Regions from separate parts of the Anas platyrhynchos genome. Here region 1 is linked to region 2. Evidence: chromatin contacts called from public Hi-C data. All regions are on one chromosome and are shown on one strand. Each heading gives the region's core, a stretch centred on a gene start, on an enhancer-like site or on the middle of the called end of the contact. The rest is flanking DNA. Distances are from core to core; before and after follow the strand shown. Region 1 holds the start of ACTL6A (actin like 6A). Region 2 overlaps GNB4 (G protein subunit beta 4).

Evidence for each region. A called contact is a pair of places that touch in the nucleus more often than the background predicts.
Region 1: a Hi-C map of skeletal muscle shows a contact between it and region 2, with 2.1 times the contacts expected there. The contact joins the promoter of ACTL6A here to the enhancer-like site in region 2. A contact is called at or near these places in 4 of 8 Hi-C or Micro-C datasets (liver, skeletal muscle and subcutaneous adipose tissue).

Annotation. Positions count from the first base shown.
Region 1 is chr9:7,551,792-7,557,784 of IASCAAS_PekinDuck_T2T, forward strand. ACTL6A (actin like 6A) reads left to right here and starts at 2,704. Exons shown (of 14, transcript XM_027464519.3): 1 at 2,704-2,845; 2 at 3,455-3,531; 3 at 3,717-3,891; 4 at 4,475-4,575; 5 at 5,802-5,899. The coding sequence starts at 2,821.
Region 2 is chr9:7,483,409-7,488,814 of IASCAAS_PekinDuck_T2T, forward strand. GNB4 (G protein subunit beta 4) reads right to left here. Exons shown (of 10, transcript XM_027464244.3): 10 at 2,674-5,406. MFN1 (mitofusin 1) reads left to right here. Exons shown (of 18, transcript XM_027464235.3): 18 at 487-2,053. The coding sequence ends at 556. Among named protein-coding and RNA genes, the nearest start is that of MFN1, 24 kb to the left of the region's middle. Within about 2 kb of position 3,848, at least 3 of the 8 cell types and tissues checked have an H3K27ac peak or open chromatin away from gene starts, as enhancers often do.

The DNA of each region.
Region 1 (5,993 bases), core at 1,454-3,953, 67 kb after region 2:
TCACACAAAGTTCTTGAGTGAATGAGTATTAACAATTGTTTTGCTTTTTCATATACAGATACTTTTTTAGCTCACATAAACATTTAAGACCTCTTCAGAAAACAAGAAAAATAAAACCTTTAACATGCATTTTGCAATCAACAAAGAAGGACAGACATTATGAATAAACCATGGTCACAGCCAGTTTGCTGCCACAATCTGAAAGTTGGCACTGCAGTTTGGGAGATTCACCATCAGTTGTATGGTACTGCTCAAAACCATCAGCAACCCACTGGGGAAATACAGCTTGTTGAGAAACAAAATATCATTCTGTTCAGTTTTGGCTTCATGTATACATCACTATCTACATTGCTTTATACATGGTGAATATGTGGTGAATGCACTTACTTGAAACAATTACATCTAAATGAAGTTTTAAAGCACTCTGGGCATTAACCAGGAAGTTCCACGTTCTCCTGACTACCACTGATAAAATTAACTTTTGCTTCCTAGTAAGTATCAACATTTGGTGCCTTAATTCATGCCTGACTTTTAAAACGATTCTTCCATTTATTCCTGATGACAATTTATGTTAACGTCCAACTCTAGAGTTATTAAATTGGTCACGTACAGTAAATCAGTAAATTTTGTGAGGCTATCCACACTGCTGTAAAGTAGATGCAAAGTCACATAAAATGTTATCAAAACAGAGTGATGATGGTCTGCACACTTTTCACTGATGTAAATTCCTATAAAAATGCAAGACAGCAAAAAGAAAGACCAAGGCAGTTGACAGCCTAAATTTCCATCCCCAGATTCTCTGGGCTTCTTGTAAACAGACTTGGCTTTTCTTTTGGCTCTGTACACAGATTTATGCTTATCAAAACCTGAGGCTTTTAGATACCAATGTGATGTCCAGTGTGTATTACATTGCAATTCCTACCATTGGTCCTGAGCAGCCACTGGAGCAGGAAGGATTAGTCAAGCACAGGAATGTCCTCTTTCCATGCCTCATGCAGGCACGCACCGCTTTACTCCATCACACATGTTCTGCTGGCATCACTGGGAATTCTTCTGTTTTGAACACTATAGAAAAATAAAGCAGCACAAGATTGTCTTTGTTTCTGGCATGCTGATGAATCATAAGCAGCTGTTGTGGAGAAAGCAAGATCTGGTCGAAAGTGTCAATTACTGTATGAATATGAGGAACCATTACTACAACAAAACCTAAGTCCAAGTACAAGCTAAATGAAGGTCCTCTGGAATTCTAATTCCAAATTTTCTGAACTGCTTTTCTCAACTGCAACTAACTCCTCCTTCTCAGACAACTCTGCCTTGAGTATTAGTGTCACATACTGGAAATCATGATAACACATTAACATTAAAAGTTTTCATAACACAAAATCAACGTGCACTGACTTCATGTGGTAGTGAAAAAGCAAGATTTGTATTTATTCTCTTAATACTAGCATCTGTACTTTGTAGTTTTACTGTATTATAACTTATGTAAAAACTACAAATTTCTTAATTGCAAGATAGAATTATGAAGTTTTCATTCAAGAAAGAGAATCAGACTGTGTCAAATTAAACTCCTTACCCTTGAGAGCTAATATGTCCAACCACATCCTGACATTCCCATAACCATGCTTAAAATAAAACCACCCAACTGGTTGTCCATTCTTCTTTGATTTCACTATTCTTCTGTGCTTTGGTCCAGGCCAAAACTCAAGGGAAGACTGCTGGTGATCAGTTTAACTTCAATTGCAGTATCTTCGGAGCTGGAGTCCAAACGCACACACCTAGTCTGCTCCTCTCCTTCACTGGTATAACATTTGTTGAAACTTCTTATACTTGTTGTAGTCCTGGTTCTACTCGCAACAGTTTTACAGAAACTCCTGAATAAAACTACTGGGTGCACCAAACATTAATTCTCTCTCTCTTCTTACTTCACTGATTAAACTCAGTGTAAATAAAGATATAATTGAAACTAGGTCACAATTTAGAAACAAAGCTTTGTAGGAAGCACTGAAATACCTACAGACATGAGATGAGGTGAGACTGCTAGCAATAATTTTTGTCCTGAGGTCGCTGACATGCAAAGGAGTGTCCTGAGAGGAAAGGGAACAACGTAAGGCTGGGCTACCAAGAGACACCTGATGTAAGAAACAAACCCACATTTATTTTATTCTCAGTGGGGGCACCCAACGGAGAGGCACAGGAACGATTTGATGAAGGAACTTGAGGGAGTGTTCTGAAGTTGTGCCAGAGGAGGCTCAGCTTGGAAATGAGGAGACATTTCTTCTCAGAAGGAGCAGCCAGGCGTTGGGACGGGTTGCCTAGGGAGGTGGCGGTGTCACCGTCCCTGGGGGTGTTCAAGGTTGGACGTGGTGCTTAGTGATGCGGTACAGTGGGTGACTTTGGTTGGACCAGATGATCTTGGAGATCTTTTCCCACCTTAACGATTCTGTGTTTAATGATTTAATGATTCTACGACTGCGTGAAGGGCTAGCTGCAGCACCCATTTCGCCTCTCCACAGCCAGCCCGCCCCAGCCAAGCCCCCCACCCGCCATCCGCCCCCTCACACAGCAACGCCCCCTCAGCACCCCCCACCCCTCCCTCCCCTCACGCACCGCCCTCCCCTTCCCTCCCTTCCCCTCCTCATGATTGGCTATCCTCCACCTAAACCCCTCCTTCCCCCTCCTCCGATTGGCCAGATAGCGGGGCCGTTGGGCAGGGCGGGCGGGAGCTGCGCTGCCATTGGCCGGCGGGGCGCGGGCCCGGGGCGCTTTTGTTGCCGGGCGGCGCGGTGAGGCGAGGCGCGGCGGGGCCCAGCGGCAGCCATGAGCGGCGGCGTGTACGGGGGCGGTGAGTCCCGGCCCCCCCCCTCATCCCCCGGCCCGGCGCCCCCCTCAGGCCGCCCCCGCCGCTCCCTCAGGGGGCCGCGGCCCGGCCCGAGCCCTCTCGACTCCCTCTTCGCTGCTTCCTGAGGCAGAAGAGGCGGCCCCGGGGGTTTTGGGGTGTTTTGGGGTATTTTGGGGTGTTTTGGGGTGTGTGGGGCGCCCCGCTGGGGGCCCAAGGGAGCCCTGAGGGTGGTTGCGGGCCCTGTTCCGCGGTCCTGGCCGGCCCCCGGGGTGCGAGCTGTCCGCCTCGCCGTGCCGAGAGGGCGAGGGCTGCGTGTGGTGCTGTGTTGGGGTGGCACTGTGCCCCCTTCTCCTAAAATCACCCTCCTTTTTATATATGGTTGAGGTGTAGCGCTGTCCCGGCTCCAGCCTGTCCTCACCCCAATTAAAGTCGCTCAGCATCCTTCAGCTGCCTGTCCCGTGTCTCCAGTACAGAACTTGTGCTGTGCCTCTGGAAAGATGCTTCAGCTCGCTTCGCTTTTCTTGCAAGCAAAACAGGGCAGGGAAAACTCAAGGCAGGACTGTGGTGGGGTGCAATAACCATTCACTGCCTCTTCATTGATGGTCTTTTCAGATGAAGTCGGCGCTCTTGTTTTTGACATTGGCTCATACACGGTGAGAGCAGGCTATGCAGGCGAGGACTGTCCAAAGGTGAGGAGCTGCGTGGCTCAGCCGAGGCATAACACTGACTTAGAACTTCATTATTAATTATGAGTTTTCAGAATTTATGTATATATTCTTACTGTATTCAATAAGTTAAACTCTGAATTCTGTTAGTAAAAAATCCAAGCAGAACATGACACATTTTCATACCTGGCTTACCTTTTGCGTTGCAGGTTGACTTTCCAACAGCGATTGGTGTGGTGCTGGAAAGGGACAATGGCAGCACGCTGATGGAGATAGATGGTGACAAGGGCAAACAAGGGGGCCCGACTTACTACATAGACACCAATGCCCTGAGAGTTCCAAGGGAAAATATGGAGGCCATTTCACCTTTAAAAAATGGAATGAGTATGGTGCTCTGTCTTATTCTATCTGTTTTAGAAGTTGCATTGCTAGGCTGCAGGAAGTCATAGCTTTCACGTACACATATGCTAACTTTTTTTTTTTTAATCTTGGGTTTAGAGAACAGGACCATAAAGAAACGGATCTGCTTTCATTAAGGAAATTCTAATATCATACTGAGCGTTTTCCTGTCTTAAGAGAAAACTTGTAGAGTTCTTCTTAGGTTTTGGTTTAGACACTTTCTTTGATAAATGGCAATCTTTGGAGATACATCTTAAGCTTATTTCTGTAACGTGTGAACAGAGTCTATAGGCCATAAGAACAGATACTGGATTTACAAAATAAAGTGCAGGTGGTTTGTTGTGTTGGTGGACTTCTATCATAACTCTGAATTTCAATCATAATGCTCAGAGAGGAAGAGAATTCTGCAAAGCAGAAGGTGCTACAGGAGGTGTAGGTCTACTGAGGACAGATTTTGACTGAAGAGCTCTATGCAAAAAAAAAAAAAGGCATCAGGAAACCTCTGTGTATTTATGAAGTGGATCGGAACTTAGAAGTAACTAATCTGCTTACTTCAATGTCATTACAGTTGAAGACTGGGATAGTTTCCAGGCAATTTTGGATCACACTTACAAGATGCATATTAAATCTGAAGCAAGTCTGCATCCTGTCCTTATGTCTGAAGCACCAGTGAGTAAAAGCAGCTTTGCATTTTGAGAAGTTTTACCTGTATCTTCTTGCTGAATCTATAAACGTTAGTCTTGGAGAAATCTGATACTGGCTGGTAGCTTTGAAGTGTTAAAATTCAATTACAGAAGCAACAAATTTAAAAATACTTTGCAGGTTCTGGGAAATAATTGCATTACTAAAAATGCTGTAAGAAGACAACAATTTGAAATAGTTGGCGTGAGTTAGAAAGTACTTTCAATGCACTACTATTTTTCAATAATTAAAAAAATTAAAAGTCTTAGTTTACTGACTAAAGTAAAAGCAAAAAGATGTGTGGATGTCTTATGTTGTACTTGACACTTAATAAAAACTTGTCAGGGCATTCAGTCTTCTATCTAGTACTTATTATACGACAGAGAATACATACGTAGAGTGGAGAAGTTTTATTTTTTTTGTCTTCCTTTCTGCAAACGGTTGTGTAGGGTAAGAGAAGTGGATGAATACAAATTCCAGGAATAAAATATTGACACAACTTCTGTCAGTTAGTAACGTTCAGTATTCAAAGGGCAGATGTTGAAATCTGAAGACATAAGGTAGACTGGGCATGCAAAAGTTTTGTATACCTTCAATAAAGTCTTTATGAATAGGATTTTCTTTCATTTTTCCATTGTGTTGAATTGTATCTGGCTGATGATTGTGAGGTGATTTCTTGCGTTCTCTGTAATAGCTTTAAAAATCACTAAATTAACAGGGAAACAGAACTGCCTTCATGTCGCCTCTGAGAGAGCGATTGTACGTGGTGGAGTATGGATGAGTTTGCAGTGGCTGTTTCCTGTTTGATGGCTCAGTGATGTCTGTATAGAGGCTTCCATTGTAACTTTCCTTACAGTACTAACCTTCATTATTGACTTGGAAAAAATGCACTTTTTCAGTAATGTGTAGATTGAGATATATCCTGACTTAATCACGGGTAGAGTAGAACTGTAGGAAGATGTTTCAAGAACAGGGAAATCTAGATTTACTGTTTTTTCAGCTGGGCAAGTTATTTCATTTCCTGTTTCCCCCTGTAAAATAGGCATGTCAGTTATTTTGGAAAGCTCTTTGAAGGACTGATACTCGATAAGCATTAATGTTCTGTAACTACTAATTATTTCCTCATCTTGCCAGCATTAGTGTGCTCTAATGATCTGCACAATGAGCATACCTTCTTCTTGTTTACATGTTTGTGTTTTTTTTTTTCCTTTTAGTGGAATACTAGAGCAAAGCGTGAAAAGCTGACCGAATTGATGTTTGAACACTACAACATCCCTGCGTTTTTCTTGTGTAAAACTGCTGTTCTAACAGCGTATCCTTTAGAAGTTTGCGCTGCCTTTTTTTTCCCCCCTGGAAAGTTACAGTAAAGCTATTCTAGGCAACTCCTAGTTTAACAGCATGTCTAA
Region 2 (5,406 bases), core at 2,598-5,097:
CAGCAGGTGTTTACAGAGCAGAATTTCCAGCAGTGAGTGGTTCAGGGACTCAGGAGCAGCCTCTCTCTTAGTCTCATGTTTTCTCCCTGCTGTAACCTGCCCCTGCTGCGGGCTGCCCCTTGGAGCTCGGGCACTGACGAGCTCGATCAGATCAATGCCCAGCACTGCAAGAACAGCCTGAGGGGGTGGTGTGAGGAGCAGTGCTGAGCGCCTGCCTAACGCTGCAGAACCTCTCCTAAGTTAAATGCTGAGGGTGGGAAAGGTCCCGGTACCAGGGTGGTCCTGAGGAGACCTGGGGGAAGAAGCAACCCCCTGGCAGACAGCTGCTGGCCTTCCGCTGCCTGGCCTGGTGCTGCATTTGCAACATTCAGGGCTCTGACCAGGTTTTCTCAGCACTGTGGGTTTGCGAAATAGAAATCAAACACTTGATGTGTCTTGTGGTGGTGCTGCACTGAAGTCAATTCACTGCTTTTGTTTGTTTTACAGAAACAAAGCCATTCACCTTGAGAATGAACTAGATCGCTTTACAAAACACTTTCTTCAAAAGAGTAAATAAAATATCATTGGTAACTTTCCCGGTGATCCTTTGTAGGACAAAGTAGAAATTTTACAGATGACACTTCTCTGTGGAGTTGCATGAAATGATTATATTTTTAATGTTACTTTGATTACACTTAATAATTATAAAACTGGTTTTGAACTCTGATGGTGAACCAAACTTAAGAGCTGTGGGACTTAGAGTGTTATGTTTGTTTTTGCTGATTTTGGGTTAAGAATTATCCTTAAACACTAAATTTCTTTGGGCACTTGACGATAAAAACTCATATCCCTTTTGGTTTTCATTAATATTTAGCAGTGGCACTCACTTCCTGGCATCCAGGAGGAGTTTATGCAGGGAGAAAAGACTTAACACTGTTATCACCGTCTCCTGTTACCAGTTGACGAGGAATAGCCAGGGAGGAAGGATGCTGCTCTTTCACTTACGGTTGTTTTGTTTTTGTGTTCTATTGAAGGGAAGTACAAAGTCTAGCATGGGGAAAGGACTCTTGACTGTTCTAAAAGTGAGTGAAATTTTGTCGTGAAGCAGTTCCTCTTTGAATGGAAATGAAAGATGCTAAACTGTACAGCAGTCACTAATGAGATGCAGTGGCCTCCAGTTGCCCTGCTGGCTACTGCGTGTAGGTAAGGTGGCATTGATGAAGTTGGTGAAGGGGTGGAAGGGTCACTTGCCTCTGAGAGCACTACTGGAACCCGTGTGCAGGTGAGCTGCAGGTCAGTGGTGGCAGCACCATGCAGAGGTAGCGCAGCCAGGGGCGTGTTGGGCACAGCGCAGATGGAGGCTGCACTTGACAGTTTTTGCTCATGTGGGGTCCTGAACAGCTCCTTGGCGCTGCCATAGGGCAGAGGTCTTCGAGGTGAGACCTATGACAGGTACGTTTGAGTGGTTTTACCATTGCTCACCCCCAGCAGTGCAAAGCCTCTTAAAATTGCTGCTGCCATTGGCAATCACTTAACACCTTCATTTTTTCTAACCAGACTTTTTAAAAATAACTTATTTTGAAAGAGAAAGCCTTTTCAGAATATTTATATATTTTTATGGAAGTATTAATGTGACTAAATGAAATACTTGCAAATGAATAATAGCAATTCAAAACTAAGAGGTAGAGATTTGTTATTTTCCAGTAAAAAGGGCTATCCTAAAAGGAAATACATTTTAAAAGCTAATGCTAGAGAGGTAGGTTATTAGTAATTTGAAGACTAAGAGCACTGTTTCCACCATGATGTATTGTGGTGTGTGTTTTTGACTGTGCTAGCAGAAGCATGGCTGTTCTGAAACTGTCTTTAGCAGTATGCATGAAGTGTCTCAGGTTCTCTGAGGGAAATAATTGTGAAATATGAAAATGATTAACAGCCCAGCCCTCTTGTATATGAGGTTACACATATGTATTAATTCTCTTTTCTGGAGCATTTTTTTAACGGACATTGTATGAAGATAAAACTTTAAATGCATGTGTTCTATAATTATTTATTAAAAAAATATTGTCTCCCCTTTGCTTTAGTAAAATTATTTGACAGCTGTCGCAAATATGAAAATTCATGCCACTGTTCCCATGTGTACACTCTAGGACAAAACCTGTAACTTTTGAGGTTGAGTTTTATGTGTGTGTGTTTTTTTGTTTGTTTCCTCCAGCAGACTAGCAAGCTGTGCACTGTATTTGGGGTTTGGAGAAAGTAATTAGCGCTACAGACTTGACAAAATGCAGAACCGGGAAATGGCTGCTCCTTAAGAGAGCAGTGCTATGTAACACGAATGCTGATATTAAGAATAAGTGTTGTAAAGCCTAGTTTTTCCACTCCAGGACTGGTGGCTAACTTCCAGCTCCCTTTATTGTAGTATTTGCAGGCCCTTCAGTTTATTCAGCCTCTTTTTTAGGCTGAAAAAAAAAAAGCCACAGTCCTTTGAGGGGAAAAAAATCACCTTAATCATTTGTTCATAAGGGCAAATTACTTACTTGCATAACATTGTGCTGTTCAACATTCACATGTAACAGGCTCACCAAAAGTAAGAGCAGTTGATGTTGTTGCTCTCTCCACTTCAGAGCCACTGCCAGGATCTTGATTTTTAGGACAGGTGAGAATTGCCATTAAATAAAGCATTCGCCTGTGAGACGGTCTGGTTAAAAGCACTTGTTTATTGGTTACAATATCAACTCATGGCAACATCTTTCACTGAGCCACTGTACAAATACAAAGAAAAGATCCATTGTGGAAAAAAAAAAAGCTATAAACAGAGTTCATAGCAAGTGATTTTTTTTCACAGGGAAGTCTTTTTACAACAGCACTGTTAAAGAACAAATGGCACAAGTCCCTGGTTTTTTGAATAGCTTAAATAAAAGCTTTAAGACTGTTTCTGTATACATACACGATCCAAAGGCAGTGCAGAATCACTTCATAATTGGTAACATTACTGAAGTTTTCCAAAGTAGTCAGCAACAAGTAAAAAAAAACAAAAAAACAAAAAAACAAAACCTAGCTGATGAGAAATGCTGGAAACTAAAGGCAAATTAAAATCAAGCATGATTAGAAGCATTTTTTTTTCATTTTGGACTCCTTTGGATGTAATATGTACTACAAGTGTTCAGATGCTTTTATTTTTTAAGAGAAAAAAAGGAGAAAAACACAAATAGAGCACCATTGTGTAAGTAAAACAAAGGCTTGAAATATCTAAGACTATTCCACCGAAGTCCATATTAGTTAAACCTAAACATACTGTGTGGTATAAGAATGTCAGGCACATGTAATCTGTTATCAGTTATATCAATTAGTAACACTGTTCACACATTTACCATAACAACACTGCATTAACATTCTGCATGTATTTTACATAACCAGCAATTGGATAAAAAGGCTTGTGGTGCCTCTGAAGTGTAGGAAGTAGTTTACCAGCATGCATGCCAGATTACTGTATACAAAGTGCACCATCAACCCATGCTTAATTACTTTTACAGGAAATGCTATCTCAAAAATCAGTCATTCTGCTACACAACCATTTATACCAACTATTTGAATTAGCCAATACTTATTCTCACCAACATCTTAAAGCACAGCACTAAACCTAGTGGAGGTGACAGTGTCCTCAAAGAGGAAAGACTAAGCACGCCTGGAATGTTTTCACAATGTTTTCATTCCACCTTAAAGTAACGTGAACTTCATCGTGGGACACGCGGTTACACTAACTGAAGAGTTAACTAGTTCCAATCCATGCATTACAGTAAGCACACGAGGACCAGCTGGTACAGCGAGTCAGCTTTGCCAAGTCAAGGTCAGGCCCTCCTTAGGCTGGGGAAAAGCCTATCGAATCCACGTTCCATGTCAAATGGTCTATATCGGTGTCACCTTAGGAACTATCGGTTCTGCCAGATACCGTGCGTATCTGCAATTTAGCGAGGCAGATGATAGCAACGCTTGGAAGAAAAAAGGTCTGGAGACAGATGGAAACAGGCCCACATTACAGTAGTAAGTGAGTGTACATCAGCAAGATGCCATGTGTAAAAGCTTTCTGTGGTTTCCAGAATCTCAACCGGTAACATCCCACCAATAAATAGATGTCTGACTTACGTGACAACAAGCCCAAGTTGGGTGCGTGCCTAATTAGTATTCTCTGTTGCAAAGTTAAATCAACATTAGAATATGCCAACAAAAAATAACTGTACCTGAACAAAATCAATCCTGCTACACAAAGCACAGAGTTCCACTTCCAAGCCATAACCAATAGACTTAGATAGAAGAGAGGCTGGGAACAAGTTACTTTGCTACCAACTGTTTGGCACAATGGTCTCAGTCACTACATTTCTGTAATTACACAAGGTATTTGAAATCCAGATAATGATGCAGTTTGGCACCAAACTTTTACAGCCTAAGATGTACCCACAAGTGCTGCAAAATCTGTTGTACATCAAGTTCGCTGTCATGGCTGCGGTTAGAAATGGCACAAGCTGCACTCGTGAGCTTACGTTAAACTACAGGCATGTATATACCATCTTCTGTGAGATGCAAAGCTCAGAATTACATCTTTTAAGTAAAACCTACAAGGGGCCATTTTCTTAACTTCCTCACGTTAGAGGGAGTTTGAGCTTTTACCATTAAGCCACATCTATTTCAGGGAGTGCATCCACCTTACAAGTTCCCCAATGATAACCATTTAAAAACAGGAAATACCACAGCTTGTGCAAGGTCACTATTTGGCCTCATACAGTAACAGTGTGTTACACCAAGCCTGGAGGCTTTTTGTTTCAGTAAAGTTCTAAATGATGTAATTAAACAGCAAACATCACCTTGGCAGGATCTATCACAAGCGCTCTACAAGTTCCCAAGCAGCATCCCAGATCCCGTTTCCACAGCTGTGCTGAGGCTTCTTCCACCCTTCCTTGTGCGCCAATACAAGAGGCACCTCGGGACCTGCAGCACTACAGAAACCGGTTAACCAAACAGCAAAAGCTGGCAGATATTTATATGATGCTTTTGGAAACCTCATTAGCAAGGGGTTGGCATTCCTCATCAGCTATTTTAAAAGCAGCTGAATCCAACAGACAATTCATCAGACACCGATAGTGAACTTATTTGCAGTAATACCTGTACAAGAGCCATTACCGTGTTTACAGTCTACCCAAACTTTTAAGAAAAGTTATATACATCTGTAAAATTGGGCTTGGAGCTTCACAAGTAGAAACTAGTTCTAACACCTGAATGTAAAAATGGCACCTGTCTTGGCAACAGTGTTGACTAGGAAATTGGTTCAAAACACACTTCTATGGAAAACACTTTTTTTAGAAAAAGAATATTTTCTTAAAATTCCATAGTAACAAGTTTTCAGAATTCACTCAAGGCAGCTGTGAGTAAAAAAAT